Linked DNA regions of Capra hircus: region 1 is linked to region 2. The links are chromatin contacts, called in public Hi-C maps. All regions are on one chromosome and are shown on one strand. Each heading gives the region's core, a stretch centred on a gene start, on an enhancer-like site or on the middle of the called end of the contact. The rest is flanking DNA. Distances are from core to core; before and after follow the strand shown.

Region 1 (3,943 bases), core at 241-2,740, 140 kb after region 2:
CACCAACTCCCAGAATCTGCTCAAACTCATGTTTATTGAGTCAGGGATGCCATCCCACCATCTCACCCTCTGTCGTCCCCCTTCTCCTGCCTTCAGTCTTCCCCAGCATCAGGGTCTTTTCCAATCAGTCAGTTCTTTGCATCATTGTGATCTGGTGAACCCAGTTTCATCTGCCTGCAGCCAAAAATACCCCTGTAGCCCTCTCTACTGTGACGAGTTGTTGCTCAAGTTGTTGGCCCCGGGCAGCTCCTTACTATGCATAAATATGCAAAGCAGACTTGCTGGGCCTCGGCTACTTAATTCAAATGAAGGTGCCTGTCCTGTCTCTTCGTGGTTATCATGGAGGGCACAGCCTTGGATGTGGGCACAGCCGTGCAGGCAACGGCTAAGCTCGAACACCAGGCCCCTGTCTCAGCCCTGGACGCCTCATCGTCCCGTTTCAAGTGAAGATGACCTGACACTATTTCCTGGGGAAACTGCTGCGGGGTGAGGGCTGCGGGAGGTTCTACAACTTTCTGCGGTTTAATATCTTACAAAACTTCTTTCTTCTTTGAGTACAGTTAAAACAAGCTTTTACTGAAGTGAAGTGAAAGTCGCTCAAGTCATATCCAACTCTTTGCGACCCCATGGACTATATAGTCCATGGAATTCTCCAGGCCAGACTACTGGAGTGGGTAGCCTTTCCCTTCTCCAGGGGATCTTCCCAACCTAGGGATCGAACCCAGGTTTCCCGCATTGCAGGCTGATTCTTTACCAGCTGAGCCACCAGGGAAGCCCAAGAATACTGGAGTGGGTAGTCGACCTTCTCCAGTGGATCTTCCCAACCCAGGAATCAAGCTGGGGTCTCCTGCATTGCAGGCAGATTCCTTACCAATTGAGCTATCAGAGAAGCTCTTACTAGAGCTAAACATTTTACAGAATTACAATATCCAATAGCCGTAGTGAGCGAAGGATCACCTAGAAAGGCTGGAGGTGGAGAATTTGGGGAAGGGGGCCACAGAAGGTCAGAGACCCCTGACAATGAGATTCTAATGCTGGTGCAGGAAAGTCACCTGCAAACACAGGGGATCCATCCCGGGCGCTCTCTCAGCTGCGCGGTGCAGGGGGTGGGGGGCCTTGCTGGCTTGGCCAGCGGACCAGGCAGGGTCCAGACTCCCCTGTGGCTCAGATCACGTGGCCCAGGAGACTTGATCTTGTCCGTGACCACAGGAAGGAACTCACGGGGAAAAGTGTGGTTTGACACAGAAAAAAGGAAATGGAATAACCAGAGCAAAAAAAAAAAAAACCCTGTTGCCAAATGACCTCAGCATGTACCCTGAGTGTCTTGTTTCAGAACAATACTGAAAGCTGTGAAGGCGCCCTGGGGACCAGCCATGCCCCTGCCCTCCCCGTGTCGGGTGTGCCAAGACAATGATGCCCACTGCCGCTTCCGGGGCCATCACTCAGGGCCCGGCCCGCTGTCCACGGTCTCCAGGGCGAGGCAGGTGCTCCTACTGGCCCAGGGCTTCCCTCCTGAGCTGTTGATGAGCCCAGGCCCCTCATTCACTGTCCCCAGCTATGCAGCCAGCACAGCACACACAGCCTCTACCGTCAGCCCTGCACAGCCCCGCAGAAGGTGGTGACGGAGCCGCACCCCAGTGCCCACGCATCTCCTGTGTGGGAGTAACGGGCTTTTCTAACCTAGAAGCCTCGCATTTGACCAGCACCACCGAACCAGCAACAGGCTAGCTGCCAGCCTATAGGCAAAGTAAAGGAAAATCCATGGCCTGCAGTTGAGCACAAGGGCCAGGTCCATGACTTTCTCTCTTTTAATCGGATCTCCAGCTCGGTGCCCAGGGCAGAAATGTGGTGCTGACATGGGCAGGAAGGACTCCAGCTCCCGAGCAGGCTGGGGGCTTCCTGCAGGGGCTGCGTGCGGAGAGCCTGGCCGGGTGGAGGGGGAAGGGGCCGGAGGACCTGGGCTGGAGAGGGAGGCCCCTGGGGGTTTCTCAGCACAGGGGTGTCTGTCACCAGGCTGGACCCTGGGGACGAAGTCCCTGTGTTTTGAACGTGCTCTGCATTGTCACTGAATCACAGCTTTGCACAGCTTGCTGTGGGTATAAAATTGAATTTTTCACACTCAATCGTAGAAGACCATAGCAGTGTAATGAGACGGTTTGGAAATGGATTTTCATGGGCCCTGGACTCTAATTGTTCGGGGGAAATCCATCAGTGGATTCTAAAGCGCCACAAGTCTAGGGAGCACTCCTAGGAACTCGAGGGGTGTTACTTGTCTGGGGCCACAGCTTGAAGCTTCGAAAACCTTCGCTTCTTTCCTGACACAGCATGTTTGTCTGCCTTTCACTTTAATTACAAAGCAAGTTACAATTATCTGAACATATTAAGGGATGATAACTTAAGAGCTCACTAAACAAAAATAAGGGTGCAGAAAATTTTCCAACATCCTACTTTTCACAAGGCAACTCATTTAAAACTTCAAATAATGGAAAAAAAGCTGAAAACATCCAAACTGTGGCATCTGACTTTTTGTCATTGCTTCCTGCCTTCATTGGAGAAGGCAATGGCAACCCACTCCAGTGCTCTTGCCTGGAAAAATCCCACTGATGGAGGAGCCTGGTAGGCTGCAGTCCATGGGGTCTCGAAGAGTCGGACACGACTGAGTGACTTCACTTTCACTTTTCACTTTCATGCATTGGAGAAGGAAATGGCAACCCACTCCAGTGTTCTTGCCTGGAGAATCCCAGGGACGGGGGAGCCTGGTGGGCTGCCGTCTCAGGGGTCGCAGAGAGTCGGACACAACTGAAGTGACTTAGCAGCAGCAGCAGCAGCCTGTCTTCATGTTTTAGTTCATAGGCTATTTTTGAAAACATTTTGGTTTACAGAAAAATAGAGTGGAGTTTAAAGTAAGGAGCTCACGTGTAGCTTTTCGCTGCTCCTCCCAGCTCCCCAGCTCCTCACATCCTCATGGACATGGTACATCTGTCACAACTGATGAACCATTAATCAACACATCGAAAATGAATGCCGTACAACTTTCCATACACTTTTATTGAGCCCTGGGAAAACTGCTAAACCATATGTGGCTAAAGGCTAAAGTTTTCAATGACATGCCAAGTGAATGAAAGCTTTCATGGAAGGATTATAGGATTAAAAAAGAAAAATGTATAAAGCTTTCTTTTTGCTTAGGTGTGTTAGAAAGAAAGCGTGATGATATAATCTATGACAAAGGAGGTGAAAAGATACAATGGAGCAGAGACCATCTCTTCCGTAAGTGGTGTAGGGAAAACTGCACAGCCACATGTGAAAGAATGGAATTATTAATAGAACATTACCTAATGCCACACACAAAAACGAACTCAAAATGCGTTAAACACCTAAATGCAAGACCAGACACGATGAATCTCTTAGAGGAAAGTATAGGCAGAACATCTGTGACATAAATAGCAGCAGTACCTTTTGGACCCACTTCCTACAGTGATGAAAACGAACAGGATGAACACATGGGACCTAAGTAAACGTAAAAGCTTTTAACAGCCAAGGAAGTCATGAAACAAAAAGGCAGCCCACAGAATGGGGTTGGGAGAAAATATTCGCAAACAAAGTGACCGACAGGAGACTAATCTCCAGAATATACCGACAGCTCATGCAGCTCAAAAAACCAAAACAAAACAAAAAAAAAACCCAGTCAAAAAAATGGGCAGAAGATGGAAATAGAGATTTCTCCAAAGAAGACATAAGGAGGACTAAAAAGCACATGAAACGATGCTCAGCATCGCTAATTTATCAGAGAAATGCAAATCAAAACCACAATGAGGTATAACCTCACACCCGACAGAATAGCCAGCATCAAAAATTCAATAAACAACGTTGGAGAGGGTGTGTAATAAAGCGAACCCTCCTGCACTGTTGAAAGGAATGTAAATTGGTACAGCTACTATGGAGA
Region 2 (4,391 bases), core at 520-3,019:
TCTCTTCATTGTCCCATTTTAGCAAGATTTCTGTTGAGTCAGACTAGCTGGAGCTCTCCAGGCTCAGCGTATGACCGGACTGCTCATCCCCTTTCCCTAGATAATGAGGTCTGAGCCCCTGCCTGCCCTCAGCACGAATCCTGCACGTCATTCAGTGGGGTCATTCTGCTATGGTCTGAGTGTGTATCCCCCCAAAACTCAGGCTGAATCCAAATGCCTGGGGTGGTGGTGTGGCCTTGGGGGGTGATGAGATCATGAGGGTGGAGCCCCCATGAATGGGGTCAGAGTGCCCCCAGCCCTTCTGCCACTTGAGGAGACACAGGGAGAAGGTACCATGTGTGCACTGTGGAGGGGCCTCACCAGATATGGCGTCTGCTGCATGTCGATTCTGGACGTCCATCCTGCAGGCTCTGAGGACTCAGCCCGTGGTTCTGCTGTGATAGGAGCTCCGCAGATGGCCCCACCCCTGCTGTCCCTCTCACCAGCTTCCTGCTGCGGCTCCACCTGCTCCTGAGGGTCGCCTCCAGAGGGGGAGGTGAGCCTGACCTTACCCCTTCGGGAAAGTCCACAGCAGGAATGAATCCCTCTTGCCTGGCTCTCCTTCTGTCCTGACAAGCGTTGGGGGTAGACAGCGACGGGGTCTGAGGATGGGGAGCCACCGCGTGCGTCCCAGCGGGCGGCTCCTCACATGTCTGTGAAGTCACTTCACAGAGGAGAGTGTGGGGCCCGATTTGCTGGACTGGAGCCATGCTTGTCTCGGTTTTCACTTGTAACCATTAAAATATAGTAAACCTGTTACATAGTGACAAAACAGTTCTTGTCTTAAGAGAACTGCTTTCCAAAACCAACCGTTCACTGATAAGTGTAAATTATTGTATATTTTTGCCAGTTTATCCTGAACTTCAGTAGTGAGGAGAGCTCACACCCGTTCCAGCATCTGTCGGTCATACCAGACCAGGGCCTGGAGCCCTGTTTCCCTAAGTGAGGAGACAGGAGTTGGGGGGATGGTGCCCCGGGGCCAGTGGGACCTGCCACTTCGGGAGCTGCGCGGGCAGTCCGGCCGGGCTGTGAGCACTGGGGCTCTGACCCTGAGAGCAGGGCCGCTGGGGGTCTTCAGCCGAGAAAAGCCGTGTGGTGACTCAGGAACGGAGTGGTTCTGCCGTGTGGACCAGGCCGTGCTGGGGAGCCGGGGCGGAGGCGGAGGTGTGCATCCTGGCGCGTCCTGCAGGTGGAGCCCGCGGAACACGCTGGCGGGGTGCAGTCCAGGCCATCCCGGGAGGACTGACTCAAACACCGGGGAGGGAAGCCGTGCCCTTCACGGAGGCGGAGGCGGCTGAGGAGAGACTGATTGAGGCAGGTTCGGAGTGAAGTGGCGCTCGATGCGTTTCGGACACCTTGGAGACACCTGGGGACAGCTGGCTGTGCAGCTGGAGCAGACGTAAAACCTGGGAGCCTGGAGGGGCCAGGCCTGGCTGAGACCCCCCGGGACAGGGTGGGCTCGCAAGAAGAGTTGTGTCCCAGACCCCCAAGGAGGAGCCTTGAGAAGAGGAAGCAACTGCGTGAGTGCTGTGAGGCGTCAGACACGAGTGCCGCCGTGCTGGGGTGGGCGGCATGCCGTGGGGGAGATGGGGTGGGGGTTGCGGGTACAGGAGGCCCTTTCAGGGCTCTCTATGAAGAGGAAAACTGGCTGCCGAAGGAGTGAGATCCAGGAGGTCTTAGTGTTGGGAGCCGTCACTGCACGTCTGTGGGCTGGCCGGCGGGGACGTGGTCACGTGATGGCGGAGGAGGGCTGCGGAGAGGCTTGGACAGGCCCGGGCACCGGTGGGAAGAGGTCGGGGAGGCCGGGCCAGGCGCCTTGGGGCTGGTGGAGCGATGGAACGTTGGTGAGAAGGTTGTGGACCTTCTCTTCTGTGCAGAGAGTCCTTGCGCCCTCGGGAGAGGCTGGGGCCTGAGGGGCAGCACAGAGGGCAGAGCCGCGCAGGAGGGCCGGTGGCTGGTGGCTGAGCGTTTAGCACCAGGCTGGTCGGGAAGGGCATGCACTCTTACTGTGACGGCGGTCCTGCGGGGGCTCATCGCCTGGCCCCACTCCCATGCGGGCTCAGATCTCCCTAGCTGCCTCTTTTGTAAATACCGCTGCTGTGAGCTGTGGGCTGCATGCTTCTTTTCCAGTTTGTGTTGTCGCTTTCTTTGTATGTGTACCCAGGAGTGGGATTGCTCAGTCTCTTCTTGGTTCTATTTTTTATTTTTTCCACTGCTGTGTTCTGCATAGTGGCTGCACCAATTTCCATCCCCACCAGCAGTGTAGGAGCATTCCCTTTAATGCACAGCCTCCTCAGTGCTTCCTGTCTTTCTGAGGGTCCTTTCTGAGCCAGTAAAGAATCCGCCTGCAGTGTGGGAGACCTGGGTCCAGTCCCTAGATGGGGAAGGTCCCCTGGAGAAGGGAACAGCTGCCCCACTCCAGTACTCTGGCCTGGAGAATTCCGAACGACAGAGGAACCTGGCAGGCTTTAGTCCGTGGGTTCACAAAGAGTCAGGCACCACTGAGTGACTAACACTTTTTACTTTTCGTTCTGACAAGTACAAACTGAAACTTCACTGTGGTTTTGACTTGCATTTTCCTGATTAGCCATAATGTTGAGCATCTTTTCGTGTGCCTCTTGGCGATCTGCACTTCCTCTTTGGAAGAACTGTCTGTTCAGGTCCTCTGCCCATTTTTTAATCCGACTGTCCATTTGGTACTGAGTTGTATGTTTTATATACTTTGGATATTAACCCCTTATTGGTCATGTTATTAGCAAATATTTTCTCCTTTTCAGCAGGTTGTCTTTTTGTTTTGTCCTTGGTATCCTTTCCTGTGCAAGAGTATTTAAGAGTATTTAATTGGGTCCCATTTGTTTTTTCTTTTTCTTTTTTTTTTTTTTTGCTTGTTTCTGTTAGAAAATCACAAAAGATATTGCTGTGATTTACATGTCTGCCTATGTTTTCATCTAGAAATTTTATGGTTTCTGGTCATACCCTTAGGTCTTTAATCCACTTTGAGTTTATTTTTCTAAGTGGTGTTACAGAATGTTCTAATTTCATTCTTTTTTCTGTGTCTGTCCAGTCTTCCCAGCACTGTTTATTGAAGAGATTGTATTTCCCCAGTATATATTCTTGCCTCTTTTGTTGATTCATCGTAAGTACATGGGTTACTTTCTGGAATCTGTCCTGTTCCATTGGTCTGTGTGTCCTTTTTTGGCCAGTGTTGTGTGTTTCGATTAGCTGTATAGTACCGTCTGAAGTCAGGAAATCGGACACCTCCATACTTAAGGTTGTTTTGGCTATTCATGTTCTCTTGTATTTTCATACAGACCTCAGAATTATTTGTTCCAGTCAGTGAAAACTGCCATTGATATTTCACAGGGATTGTATTGAATTTCAGGTGACATGAGTAGTAAGTAATCATCATCTGAACAATAATGATTAATCCAAGAACACGGTCAGTCTTTCCATATAGCTGTGCTGTTATCGATTTCATTCACCAGTGTCTTTTATAGTTTCCCTGCTACTGGTGTTAAGCCACTTTAGGTAGTCTTATTCCTAGTTACTTCATTTTTTTTTGACATGATTGTAAATAGGATTGTTTCCTTAATTTCTCTGATAGCTTGTTAGCAGGAATACAACAGATTTCTGTATATTAATTTCGTATCCTGCAAACTTACCAAATTCACTGAGCTCTCATAGTTGTCCAGTGGCACGTTTGGGATTTTCTGTGTGTAGTACCATGTCACCTGGAGACAGTGGCAGTTTAATTCCCAATTTAGATGCCTTTTATTGCTTTCTCTTTGATGGCTGTCACTAGGACTTTCAAAACTATATTGAATAAAAGTGGCTAGGGTGGACATCCTTGTCTTGTTCCTTATCTTAGAAAAACTGTTTTATCTTTTCACTACTGAGTCTGATGTTAGCTGTGCACTTTAGGTACATGGCCTTTATGTTGAGGTATGTTTCCTCTATACCTGCTTTCAGATTATATCATAAATGGCTGTTGACCTTTGTGAAAAGCTTTCTGTACACCTACTGAGACAATAATTTGACTTTGATATGTTACTGTGGTGTATCACAATGATAGATGGATATTGAGATACATCTCACTTGATCATGATGTGCGGTCCTTTTAATGAATTCCTGGATTTCCTTGCTAATTCATTGAGGGTTTTGCAGCTATGTTTATCCATGTTACTGACCTTTGACTTTCTTGTTTCTGTGGTTTATTTGTCTGGTTTTGGCTATAGGGTGATGCTGGCCTCAGAATAAACTCGGAAGCATTCCTTCCTCTGTAGTTTTTGCGGAATGGTTTTGGAAGGGTTGTTATTAACTCTTTTCTAAATGTCCGGTAGCATTCACCTGTG

The links. A called contact is a pair of places that touch in the nucleus more often than the background predicts.
Region 1: a Hi-C map of blood shows a contact between it and region 2, with 4 times the contacts expected there. The contact joins two enhancer-like sites. A contact is called at or near these places in 4 of 5 Hi-C or Micro-C datasets (blood and liver).

What each region holds. Positions count from the first base shown.
Region 1 is chr27:43,429,496-43,433,438 of ARS1.2, forward strand. No RefSeq gene overlaps it. Among named protein-coding and RNA genes, the nearest start is that of CLN8, 40 kb to the left of the region's middle. Within about 2 kb of position 1,491, at least 1 of the 5 cell types and tissues checked has an H3K27ac peak or open chromatin away from gene starts, as enhancers often do.
Region 2 is chr27:43,292,887-43,297,277 of ARS1.2, forward strand. No RefSeq gene overlaps it. Among named protein-coding and RNA genes, the nearest start is that of ARHGEF10, 19 kb to the left of the region's middle. Within about 2 kb of position 1,770, at least 3 of the 5 cell types and tissues checked have an H3K27ac peak or open chromatin away from gene starts, as enhancers often do.